Linked DNA regions of Mus musculus: region 1 is linked to region 2. A link is a contact called in public HiChIP or PLAC-seq data. All regions are on one chromosome and are shown on one strand. Each heading gives the region's core, a stretch centred on a gene start, on an enhancer-like site or on the middle of the called end of the contact. The rest is flanking DNA. Distances are from core to core; before and after follow the strand shown.

What was found. HiChIP or PLAC-seq counts read pairs in DNA pulled down with a chosen protein or histone mark.
Region 1: a contact with region 2 is called in an H3K27ac HiChIP or PLAC-seq map of embryonic stem cells, with 4 times the contacts expected there. The contact joins two enhancer-like sites. A contact is called at or near these places in 1 of 115 datasets of contacts at active chromatin or transcription factors (embryonic stem cells) and 1 of 9 other capture datasets (embryonic stem cells).

Annotation. Positions count from the first base shown.
Region 1 is chr9:77,476,911-77,483,642 of GRCm38.p6, forward strand. The region is part of intron 2 of Lrrc1 (leucine rich repeat containing 1); the gene reads right to left. Among named protein-coding and RNA genes, the nearest start is that of Lrrc1, 65 kb to the right of the region's middle. Within about 2 kb of position 4,266, at least 107 of the 459 cell types and tissues checked have an H3K27ac peak or open chromatin away from gene starts, as enhancers often do. A contact at or near this core is called in embryonic stem cells, where this site is marked.
Region 2 is chr9:76,397,895-76,404,740 of GRCm38.p6, forward strand. No RefSeq gene overlaps it. Among named protein-coding and RNA genes, the nearest start is that of Hcrtr2, 78 kb to the left of the region's middle. Within about 2 kb of position 4,532, at least 5 of the 459 cell types and tissues checked have an H3K27ac peak or open chromatin away from gene starts, as enhancers often do. A contact at or near this core is called in embryonic stem cells, where this site is marked.

The DNA of each region.
Region 1 (6,732 bases), core at 3,016-5,515, 1.1 Mb after region 2:
TGGGTCTGTGTAATGCCGGGGAAAAGAGGTGCCTTATAACTGCCTGAGTCTCTATCAAGAAAAATAATTAGGGGGGAAAGATACATAGCTCAGGAAGCAGACTACTATTCTATAAGACAGACAGATCAAGGAGCAGGCGTCCATTCTATCTAGGGGTCAGGAACACCACTGAGGCCTGAAAAGATGGCCAGCATGGAGCGCACGAATTCTAAAAATTCTGCTCAGTAACGGTGTGGAATTCAGGGATCCCAGGATAACAGGCCACAGCTGAGCACGTCCGGACAAAGGCAGCCTGCACGAGGTCTGGTTAGAAGGCATTCCTGCTCCAGGTTAAACTGGGGGGGGGGGGGGATACCCAAAGTAGGAGAAGGAATACAAAGCCAAGCCTGACTTCTTTCCACTGCATGCACATGCCAATCTTGATCTTTGAACATCTATGCTCTAAGCTAACGGTTTCAGACAAGAATGGGATAAGTGTGACTTAAAGAGTGCTGAGCAGCCGTGTGCTTTTAAAGATGGTTCCTGAAAGCCTGGGGTTCCCTGACCTCGGGTTATGGCTTCATTAAGATAGCATCAGCCAGGTAACTGGTGACAGGCCCATCAGTGGATCTTAGCAAAGCTCAAGAGTAGGAGAGAGGCCACTGGCAGAGGACAAGCTCGGGCTTGAATGTGGGGTAAGGAAAGAGTGACTTTGAGGACAGCACAGACGGCCAGTGGAGGGTCTGGAGACAGGACCAGAAAGCTCCCAAGACACTGGCTCAGCCTAACCGCCCACTGTTAATTTGCAGCACACAGTTTCCTTGTCTATGACAAGCAGTTACATCTCTGCCTTACAGTTAACAAACACACTGAAGAAGAGTGAGGTCACTCTAAGAAGAATATAAGAGTTTTACTGTTGCTCTAATGATTTGAGAAGCAATAATGACTTAAACCCAGAATCACATGTATTCCCATATAAAGGTTAGAGACATTTAATATTATATTCTTAGTAAATTAATACTTAGCGTTATGATTTCCATCGACTCGTTAAATTACATAACCCAAAACTTCTACTTGCCAATACTGTAAAAGTAAGACAAAAATTTTTTTAATCTTACTTTTTATAGTTCATATTAGACATGTCCAAGAACAAAAATAACAAAATCTCTCTCAGGAATTTTGCAAGTATCAGATTTTGTTATTTTTATTCCTCTTTTCCCCAGAATGTTAAGATAACCTTTAATTCAGATCTACTGCAAGTTATCATCATCTGAGTTTGAGCTGCTTTTGACAAGTGGGTTTTAGCTGTCTTGGAAGGAACACACCAAATCTGCAGTTTACCAGAAAGACATTTTCCGTGGCCTGTGTGAGGACGCTGACATCAGCGCAGAGCTCTGACACACAGCAGGCAGGCCACCATTCCGGCACTGTTTGCTGGAGGCTGCTCGCACAGACAGAGCCTTCACAACAGATACAGCACTTTAGACATGATTTCAAAGGACATCCCCTGCCCTTCGGGGAATCTAAGTTTAACCAACAAGATGAGATTCTAGTCCATCCCACAGCAAAGCAATGTGTAAGCTTAGCTTATATGTTCCTATAAGAAATAAAGAAGTCACCAAATCCCAAAACTATCAAGGTGAAACATCTCCTGATGTTCACAGCACCAGCCCACCACTATGTTAGTGATGTCAAGGAAGTCAGGCGATGTGACCTTTTCCTTCTAAGCATGGCTTTCAGTCCTGGCTTCAGAACTCGGAGCCCTGGCTTTTGTGGAAGACTGTGGACAGCCTGCTTTGTCTATCACGACACATTACACTTGAGTGGATAAATTAATTGCTCACTGGCACTTATTCTGTGAAACAAATACCGAGATGGAGCAGACCTGTTTAGAAACAGAGAAGCATCCAATAAATGGTCCAAGACCCCTCACTGACATCTGGAAAAGGAGAGCTTTGGTGAAATCCCTCTGCAAGAAAGACACAAAGGTTCCATTGAACACTACAGAGCCACATTTGAGGCACTCAAGACGCACTGCAGGAACTACAGATGACAGAGGAGTGTACACAGAGAAACACAAAATACTGTCAGGTTGTCGTCTTCTGCAGAAATGGGGGTGGGTGAGGAGAGTGGGGATCAGAGGAAGCAAGAGTGAGTGAGCCTCCTGTTTTAAGGATGCAGCACAAATGCCTGGAGGGCCACTGGGTAGAAAAGAAAGGAACTAGGGAATAGGCGGAGGTCAAGAGCAGAAAGCATCACTTCGAGCGTGGCCCACACATCAACGAAAGAGGGAAGAAAGGTGTAGCTGTAAGCTAATTTCTAGGAATAAACTGTTGCTTTAATAGGGATGTAAGGAGAACCTAAACCACAAAGGCCGAGGAGTCAGAGGAGGAGGAAGAGGAATGTAAAACAAGAGCCAGACTCCAGTCTCCAAAACAGCACTCACTAGCTGACTAAAGGGGAAAAATGGGGAGAACAAGGTAAGGGTTGCTCATCGTGATGCTGAATGAATGAATGAATGAATGAATGAATTACACAGGACTGTTGTTTAATTTGAAATGATATCCTGGGCTGTCAGGCTACAATCTGTCTTTTATTAAATTATGGCAAACATTTTTTTTTCTTACCAAAATAAGAGATGAAAATCCTATGTTGAATGCCAATAAAACAGTAGCAGCAGCAGCAACAACAACCAGTAACAACAACCACCATCAGCTACATACACAGCTCATCTGTTTAACATGCATCCCGCAGACACATAACCCTGAATGTTAATTCTGGGCATTACTTTGAGTCCATCTGTGTTTTACCTAAAGCTGGTTAGTAAGGAGTAGAACCTTCCACATATGGAGTCCCACTGGCACTAGTGGTTTCTAATGTCACACTTCCCACTTCCCACACACTGCTGCCATTGTCGTTATCAAGGGCAGATGCAGGAATGGCTTTGGTGAAGGCTAGCTCACCTGCTCCAGACCTCTGCACAGCTTATGGAGCTGAGCTCTGGGCTCCCATCTATACAAAACCGGTCCTACATGCAGCACTGTTCAGTTCCCAAGGCACTGCAGTGAGCGCTGTTTCAGCTGGAAGCAGGGAGCTCCCGGCTGCTGCTCCGTTCTGATTTTCCCCTATGGTCTGCTTTCCACCTCTGCTTCCTATTGTCCCTTGGCACACATCAAAAAGTCAGAGAAAGGAAAGGAATCGGTGAGATGACCTATCTGAACGGTCTCTTTTGCTCTGACGTGGCAGGCTCCCACCGTTGTCACTTTCCCACCAAGCCCCTCATGCATACAGAATCCCTCAGAATCATCTCCCATCCTGGTGTGCAGCCAACCATCGCCAAGGCAATGCATGTCAGTGCCTGGGGGACAGGACGCTTCAGTGGGAATTCTAATCTAAGCTTGTTTGTCCAGTCTTTCTGGTGACAGATACATAAATACATCTTCATAGTCTACAGAAATAGAATCGTGTTTAAGAAAAATTACAGGTACACTGAATCTCCATGTCTGAGAACCTGGAGTAGACCAAGCCTTCAATAAGCCTGGCAACTGGAAGGAGGAGAAAAAAAAAGAGAAAGAAGTTTTGTTTGAGGAACATACCAAGGGTCAGAAGAAAGTTACACTTCAGTGTGTTTAGATTTTTTTTTTACTTTAATTGCAAAATCTAAGGAGCAGAGAGAAACCCTTTCTCAGAAGGCAACAGGAGCGCAGTCACATAGCAAGGGCAGAGGGCATGGCCACAGGAACATCAGAACCTACCTATGTGAGAGAGACAGAAGAGGAACATGTGAGCAGATGGCCTGGGGGAGCAGAATGGTGCATGAGAAGGCTATCAGTGGAGAGCAGCTGCTGAGATGAGAACCTCCAAGCCACAGGGGAGCAGAACGGTAAGATCCCAGGAGCTGAAGGAAATGAGCTGCCACAACAAGAACCACTTCTGGGCAGAAAGTGAGCGATGTGTCTACTTGGCAATGTTAAGTGGAAGCGGGGAGAAAGGCAAAGCTGTGATGACCCAGAATTATTATGCAAAAGCCATGAATTAAGCCTCAGCCAGACTCAGACTCTATCAGGACCACAACAACCAGCAGTAAAGAGAACACGCATGTACAGGAGATGCTGGCAGGCTGTGGTGACATACTGAACACTGTGACTTTGGGGACAGCCAGTACATCGTATTGATTCATTTAGAATTATTTACTACTAGAATAAAACAAGGTCCTTGTGTGCCAAACAGGCTGGCTGATTAAGACGGTTTGAATGTGGTGCTGCAGGCTGTCTGACTCAATCCTGTTTAAAAATATCTGGGATTGTCAAACAAGACTAAATATGAATGCGCTCTCCCAGTCTCCCTTGTGCTGTCACAGCTGTTCTTCTGGTAATGAAAGGGAAAAGCTAAACGCAGAATTTCTTCAAATGTTTCCATTTATCATGGTATCCCAAGCACTACAGACACCCAGGAGGCAGCCAGCCCGTACACAGAGCCCAGTCCTCGGCATCCATTTCAGGGCTCAAGAAGGTCGGCAGGCTTGGGCCTCACATGCTACAGGGAAGACAGACAAGGGCCCTTCAAAAACGTTATTTTGTGTAAGTCTTGTAACAAGTCATGTTACTTGCCCTGAAGAAAGAAAAAATAAAAAGGTCATGCTGGGTGTGGTGGCACACCCCTATAATCTCTGCGCGGGAGAGGCTGGGACAGGAAACTCGGGAGCCCAAGGTCAACTCCGGCTACACAGCAAACTCAAGGCCAGCCTAGGATACAGGGCACAGTGTCTCAGAAAAGGTTCCAACTAAGGATCCTGGCAGCAAACATCAAAACAATCATTCCAGCTCAGCTTTTCCTTCCCCACAGAGTTGGCTCAATCGTGTCTGCAGGTACAAGGTCTTGCTTCAGAAAGACAATATTGAGTACTAGGTTTCACAGGGAATAACAGGAAGGAGAGAAATGTAGCCATCTGCCAGTCGCTCACTTCTCTCCTAAAACCAGTTACGTTTAAACATATATTCACATATGATTTTGATTAAAAGTTACTTATACTTCAAAAAAATAGCAACTATCAAAAGTGAAATAGTTTTATTCATCAGAATCTTCTCTTTTCATTTAAAATTACAGCTCTCTGGACTTATTCTGAGTTAATACGGCTAAAATACAGTCACTGGTACTTATATATCAAATTCTCTAGAAAATTCTAATGGAGGTATATTTTGATCCAGAAAGTCTAACTCCACACCCCTACCCCAACTTCTCCCTTACCTTAGACCACAAAGCAAAAATTCTCCCTCTGACTCACCCCAGCAGCAGCCCGTTCCCCACACCCCTGCAGTGATCCACTGCCCCACACCCCTGCAGCTGCCCACTCCTCACACCCCCGAAGCGGCCCACTCCTCACACCCCTGCAGCTGCCCACTCCTCACACCCCTGCAGCTGCCCACTCCTCACACCCCTGCAGCGGCCCACTTCCCCACACCCCTGCAGCTGCCCACTCCCCACACCCCTGCAGTGGCCCACTCCTCTGACCAGTCTCATGCTGCCAGTTTCCCTGTTCTCTTTTAAAAGCACCCCCTGCCCTTCCAATTAGGTCACACCCTACCGAGCCGTGTTTGCCTGCCACACCACTACACACATTGCCTGTCAGCTGAGAGACTCAATCACAGGCTAAATGAGTCACTCTTTGGATAACACACACAGAGTAGGTAAGAGTGCAGGGCCACGAATGAACACAGTTCTAGAGAAATACAGGGAGAAGCCATTTGGCCTAGATGAAGCAGACAGGACACCATTCTCAACCGGTTCATTACTGGGTTTTTCCAAAGCACACCCCTACTATAGTAATATAACCACTGAGTATTCTAGCACTTGAGGGATTTTCAGTCTTCTGGCACAAATGGACTATCAGGTGAGGTAAGGACAGCTTGAGCTACGGAGTAAGACCCTGCAGGAGAGGGAGGGAGGAAGAAGATGGTGGTGGTGGTGGTAGGGGGGGGTTGTCTTATGGAAACCTCAGCAAATACCCGGGCATTTACTTTTGCTGGTTCTCAGCACTAACATACCCATCTCTGGGACCACTGTCACCCAAGCCCACAAAGTCAAAAGGGCAGCCCAGGGTGGGCCTAGGGCACTGCCTTAAACAAGCAAGCAAACAAAACCAAACCCCGCCTCACTTGAACCTGAGACGTAGCTAGACTCAAATCACTACGGATTGAGGAGTTGGCCATTAACGTGGGACCTCACAGTTACTCCCATGCACACTTTACCTCCACAACCAAGTGATTTCCTCCTACAGGGACAGATTCAACTCCCAACTCCCAAAGCCTGTGCTGCAGGTCTGGTTAAACTGCCTGGGGTGGAAGGAAGATCAACGTGGGCAAGAAAGCTGTTTGTGTAGCTGGTCAGGGGCGGGCAGGGGAACGGTGGATGGAGACTGGAAGTTGGATCTCATTTAACCTCTTCTTCCTCAGAGGCTTCCGATCCCTCGGAGCTGGGGTCGCAGGTGCTTGTGAGCTGCCCAACATGGGTGCTGGGAATGGAACTCCATGGGAGCTGTTCATTCCTAACAATGGGGCCATCTTTCCAGGCCCTAAAACTAATTCTTGTAAGACGTTCTCTACCTCCCATACACACTGACATTTTTTTTCCTAAAGTAATCCTTAAAAGATACAGAAAAAAAAAATGGAGTACAAGAAAAGCACTCAAAAGAAATTTTTAAAAAACATGTTTACATTACTCAAAGGAATACTGTAAAAAGCTTTCAAATTACAA
Region 2 (6,846 bases), core at 3,282-5,781:
GGCAGCATACTTTTTTAAATACAAGGATCTTAATACCTTATATATGATGAGTGCCCAATAAATATTTACTGAATGGAAGAAAAGGAGAAGAAATGAAGGTATCAATAAAATATCTCCTGTAAGGATTCTCAACCATACTATGTAATTATTGGCATTTTATGTAGATCTGACATTGTTATGTTTGTGTGCATATATTATTTAAATTTATGAAAGTAAAATGATATTCCAAAGTACAACAATATAAGATTAGGCATTATAGATGCAAATTTCTCTGATGTCTTCTTATAACCTTAGTTCTATTGCCACTGAGACAATAGCATTACTATGATTATTTATTTATATATTTTCCATATAAGCTTGTATTATAAGTGAAATATACTATAGCTTTGAATACTTTAAAATATTATAGATGAGTTACATATTCTGGCTTGGCCTGCAAATTGCAGTTTATTGGATTTCTGATATTATCTCATAAAATTGCTGCAAACTCATTTTTATGGCTGCACAACATTATATTGCATAAAATATCTTAACTCATTTATTGTCATATTTCCATTTGGGGGCTACTGTAGTTAATGCAACTATGAACAGTTATAATTTCTTCATATAATCTTTGTTTGTGGAGGGTTTTTAAATATTCTTTCATTTTCTTGAGGTAAGACAGTCAAGAAGAAAAGAAACCATGTAATATAAATTTAACTCAGTGGTTGTGGTGTCTGTGCCTATGCAGTAGCCGCATAGTCCTCTCTGTGAATGACTGTGTTCTCTGGGAACTCCAGGACCCCAGTGTTCAGTGGAATCCTCATCACCATGTCGTTATAACTGCCATTTCATGTGTACACTTCCAAAGTCAGCATTTTTATATTCAAAGCTTCCTATTTGATCAAACTCATCCTTCTAATTCAGTTTCTAGAACACTCCCCTCAAGTTCTCAGAGGTATGGCAATGCAAGACTTTCTTTTCATCTCTAAGCGCTCCCACCTTGAGTCTCAGGCACTCAGCTGCTCATCTGGGTTGTCATCATTTACCTTTTCATAATGAGCTGTGGCTTTTGCTATAACAAAGATGTTCCTGTTTGTGTCTTCTGCACCTGTCCTTGAATGTTTCTTCCTGATGAAGACAAGCATCTCTGAAACCCCATGACCTTGACACTCTTTTTTGCAATATCATAAAGATATTTTTCTAGGTACTCTTACAAAAATATAGAAGGACTTTTCAATAATAATTAAATTTACCAAAAATTGATTTTATGTGTGGTAGAGGGAAAGTTTATTCAAATGGCTGTGGTAAATCCATGCAAACTTTCAAGACCTGGGTTTATTTCTTCCAATAGGAGTTATAACTTTGCTATGAGCTAAATTGTGCCCTCTAATTCTATATGCTGAAGTATTAGCCCTCAATGTGTTTATATAAAGGGCCTCTGAAGAGGTACTCAACATCAGAGAAGTAGCAGTAAGAATTTTTCTCAAATCTAATATGGCAGGCAACCTTCTAGAAAAGCTACTTACAGACATAGCAAGAAGACCAGTAGTCTCTAAGCCAAAGAGAGAGACCACAAGATAGCTAAAGCTGCCAATACTTTGCCATGGATTTCTGGCCTCCATGCTGTGAGAATAAAGATGTGCTGTTTAAGCCATCCAGTATTTGGATTTTGTTATAGAAATCTTTGAAAACCAATTAATGCCATTTCCCTAACTACCCAGGCCTTCCAATACTGGAAATCCTTAGTACACCCTTTCAGCCTAGAAACTCCCTGAATGTGTAAGAAATGTGACCTGAACCCCAACTTACAGTAACCTAGAATTCAGCTATACATTTTTAAGGCAGTCTTCTGTTTCTTGACTTTTTATTTCTTTTGCTTGTACACTTGAGAACTTACTTGCTGTGATATAACTATTTTCCATCTCCACGTTCTTAAAAAAAAAAAAACTAAATGCTTTTTAGGTTATGTCTATGCCTATGCAGATCTTTAGGTCCCTATACTCTGTCTCTTATTTACTACTTAAAACTCCACTGCTGCAAGCTGTCAGAATATAAACTCATTTGCAAAAAACAATAATTTCAGAGTTTATTTCCAAATGCTTGAAAACAATGCAATAGTCGATGAGCTTAGAATAAATGTCATTTGCAACAAACCCATGGCAAATGCTATTTCTCTGGTAACGTATCAAGATTTCCTCTTATGTTTCAACTGTTAATATCTGTGAGATGAGTCATGTACCTTTGTTCACATGAGATCAAAGTTAGCATCTGTATCATTATAGTTCTGGCCACTGGTAAAATTATCAGAATAACTTCGGGATAAAAACAAAAAATAACAAAAAACAACAAACAAACAAACAAACAAAAAACCAACCAACCAAACAATATAATGACAGCATTCAGAATAGTTCCTGAAAATTGAGAAACTCTTTCTGATACTCCATTGTTCAATCATAACATAAAAACATCAGATTTATAGCTTTCTTGAGATTCAAGTTCTTTATATTTTAGAAATTTTCTTATTTGTTTGCTTGTTTGTTTGTTTGTTTATGCATGTGCATGTGTCTGTCTGTCTTTGTGCCTGCCTGTGAGAGTTATACACTGTGTTCATGTAGGCACATAAAGAAGACATAAGAAAGCATTCGATCACCTGGACCTGGAGTTACAAATGGCTTTAATTCACCTGACTTGAGCACTAGGAACCTAACCTAGATTCCCTGCAAGAAAAGTATTTGCTCTTAATAGCAGACCCATCTACTCAGCCTCATAGACTTACTAATAAGAGACATTTTAATTGTCATAATGTTGCCTCCAAAATAGTCTTAAAATTGTAATATAAGACATTTTATTTGTCATGGCATTGCTCTTCAAAAAGTTTTAAAATTGTAATTTATAATAGGTAACACCTGGATCTATGGGTATATTATAGTGGTGTTGTGTGTGATTTGCTGACATGAAGCCTTAGAACTTCTAAATAAGCCACCAGCTCTAAATGTGATGTTTATATAACACCCATCTCCCTTCAATATTTGGGTATCACCTAAGAATAAGGAACAGAAAGACTGCAAGAGTCAGAGGTAGTGGATATCTGCAGAGAAATAGCATTTGTCAGACATGACAAAGTCACTGTACACATGAACTCACAAGCAAACACTTGAAACAAAATCAAGGCAGACAAATGTTCCAGCACAGATGTAAGGGACACTTATAAAGCCCTACCCCTGGCTGAGGTGCTATTGAAGTAGGAATGTGGTCTCTGAATGGTGACTCATGCTCTATCAGGTGGCCCTATGCCCATGCATATAAAGGCAGTATTAAGTGGACTCAGTAGATTTAAAGATAATGCATGGGGCATGGGGGATTCAGCTATAGACAGTCAATGAATGACTGGTGTGAGAGGGAGAATCAGTTTTCTTCAATGGTGAGCTCTCACATAGATTATCCAAAACCAGGCTGTCAGCTTTGAGCACATGTACATATAGGAGCAAAGTTAAATGGACTCTGTAGGTTATGTGTATGTGTGTGTGCATACATATGTAATAATAATAACAGTAATAATAATTATAATAATAACTGAAGAAGAGTGTGGAGAGGGGAGGGGTGATGGAGGAGTAGTTAGAGTGGACAAAGAAGAAGTAGAGTTATATAGATATAGTGCTTATCTATAGAGTTCTCAAAAATAAAATTAAATCATTGAAAATTGTTGTGGGAAATAGTAAAAAATGCCACCAGCCCACGCTATACCCAGCCACTGCCTCAGATCCTTTTTTGTCCCTGTCTGCATAGAACAGGTCTCTAGTTGCAGGTGGGCAAGGAGTCGGCGAATGAATGACAAACAGATGCGACACGAGAGATTGTGTAGACTCTGAGTGTAATTTTTCAAGTTGAGCATCAAACTTTTTATACAGAAGAGTGACAAGAAACCAGGCAAGATACATCCACCGAGTTACAGTGACACAAAACAAACATAAGGAATGTATACATCAAAAGATGGTGGGGACCAGGCCTCTGCTGTTTACCACTAAGAAGGGAGCCAGGTATAATGCTAGTCTATTATTAAGCCCGTCACCAGGGGTTCTTAGTAAATGCCTGATTTATGCTGTTTCTTTGGGCCTAGTGAAGAAACCTGTCTCAGGGGGATTCCCTAACTCTTTCATGGTAAATCTACCTATTCCCTAGGCCATTGTGTATTCCCTTGTTTGGATGAGACTGGCTACTGTCCTAAGTAATCACTCTGCAGACTAGCCCTGAGCTATCCTAGCTCCGTTCTTTGTAATGCCTAATTAGTTTCACTGTCTCTACTAGAAGTAAATTTGAATGTTACTGAATAGGTAACATTCTTACTGAATTCCAAGCTCGTTGGCTTCAAGCATTTTCTAGGATGTTGGAACACTGGTGGAGGTTTAGCTATGTCCGAATTCAATCTTTAAAGGTACTTATAATAAAACAATACTAAAAGAGAGCACGTGGATCCATACACCAGACTAACGAGGGAATAGGGTATGAGTGTACGGGTTATGAGAATGCCTGCTTCCAGGAGGTTGAGTTTCCTTGAAACTTCCTGCCTTGTGAGTGTTTCCAGGCTCTTGGTCTGCCAAGCAGACTTCACTGGAGTGTGCGTAGCAAGCCACTCTCTGCCTGTGGTCTCTCTGCCTCTAGGCTAACCCCATGTGGTAGTCTTCTCTGGTTCATCTGCCTCAGAGCTGCTTGTACCTTCTCAGCCATCTACTCCCTTTGGCTAGTTGTCACAAATCCTCTTAACCCAGTAAATCAAAACTCTAGAAGCTTATAATTAATCAGTCAGATTTCTATATCAATAAATTATCAATTCACAAGATGCCCACAAAATAATTTCAGAGCCTATTGATAATGAGATGAGCTGCCCACCTAGATTAGACAAATTATCCCAATTATTCTATTTTTTTTTATGATATCCATAGCTACCTGTGGCTATTTAAAGCCACATGGAATCTGGATCATCTTTCTTTTCCTCCATCTTCCTTCCTTCCCCACCCCCCACCTGTCCCTGTCTCTGTTCCTGAAACTCTTAGCACTGCCTCCTTTTTCCTTGTACAATCACGGGCTTCTTGTTGTATTAATATTTAAATTAATCGGAGGAAAGTTCTGCTTCAGAAAATATCCTATAATGCACTAATGTTGTATTTTTCAAGAAGTAGCTCATATTTTGGAAAATTACATCTAATTCATCCAGCATTGAAAAAGAAAAGTATGGAGAGGAGCATTCTAAACTTATAAGTTGGAATATCCTCAATTTTGCAATAGGGGACTTCTTTCAAAGAATCTAAGTCTTTTTGAGTTAACTGCAAGATTATGCAGAGTCGAGGAGGGAGACTGTTTAAAGGTAAATATCGTACAGAGGTGATCATTTTGTGAGACACTCCACTTGTCAACCATTCAGATTGAGCTAATGGAGGAATTTTCAGGCTTAGTTCCATTGACCAGAATGCTGATCTCATTTTCTGTTTTATCCTCTTGAGTCTGACTAGGACTCACCAAATCCCTTCTGTATCAACATTGGTAATCTAATGGCTAATCTAGGGACCTTAGCAAAACTTGAAATATTTCTGCAAGTCAATCACATGCTTAGATAGTTGCCATAATGAAAAACAATAAAAAGAACTGTCTGAGCCCAGAATCTGAGGCTATGAAGGACTTACTGAAAGCAACAGAGAGAAGATGGTGTGAATAAACTCGGTAAAACCAGAGAGAAAAGTATCACTGCAGTGGGTTTGAGAGTGGTCCACATGGAGGTGCTCTCCCATCAATTTGTTCTAGGAAACAAGTGTCAAGATCTAATTGTCCCTTCATGAAAGGTGACCAACCATAGCCACCACATTAGATGTTATTTTTCTTAAATGATGTCTGATAGTTCATTACACTGAGGTAATAGGTGCTCTAGTATCAGAGCAGTTCCTAGATCTATTACTAATAACTAGACCAGAGTACTGGCTCAAATAGCCTATGATAACTCTTCCTGGCACTTTACTATAATAAGCTATACCAAAGTGCTATATTCTTAGGCAATGGCCTAGTTTCAGCCTTGTTCCTGGTGCTCTCCTCACCTTCTCTCTCCCTCTAAAAGTTATTAAAAGACCTTTTATATTTAGTTTACTAATTTAATATAAATGCAGATAGTGCAATAATGCCAAATGGAATTTTAAGAACAATCTTTACCCCATGAGTTTCTAATCCTGTCCTCCCATGGAATCATATTGCTTCATAATTCTAAATACCTACAGGAAACTATAAATGGTTAGGAGTGTATATATAAATATTATTTACTGAAAGGGTATGCAAAGTAACATTATAGATTTTTATCATTTTTATTGTATGTGGAATAACTTGTGTAATTAAACAAATATAAGTGAGCAATTAAAGAAATTTTAAAGACAGGTAATGGTTTTCAATGCAATGTAAGCAAACATGCCGGTCAGTTTTCAAAGTAAAAATGGTACACTGTGCTGAAAATATTAATAATATCTATTGGAAACAAGATATGGTATTAAAAGCATTTAATTCCGTCCCTTAAGAGACAGAGGCAAGCAGATCTCTGTGAGTTCAAGGAGCCTGGTCTACATAGCCAAGTTCAGTATAGTCACGTTTACATAGTGAGAGCTTGTTTCAAGAGAAAAGAAAACAGAAAGAAAGAAGGGAAGAAAGAAAGAAAGAAAGGAAAAAAGAAGGAAAGAAAGAAAGAAAGAAAGAAAGAAAGAAAGAAAGAAAGAAGAGGAAGAAAAGGAGGAGGATGAAGAGGAGGAAAGAATAAAACTATTCCTACCAAAAGGTTATAAAGTACTAATAAGTGAAAAAAGAAGCTACTACAGAGCACATGACATTGGAAAG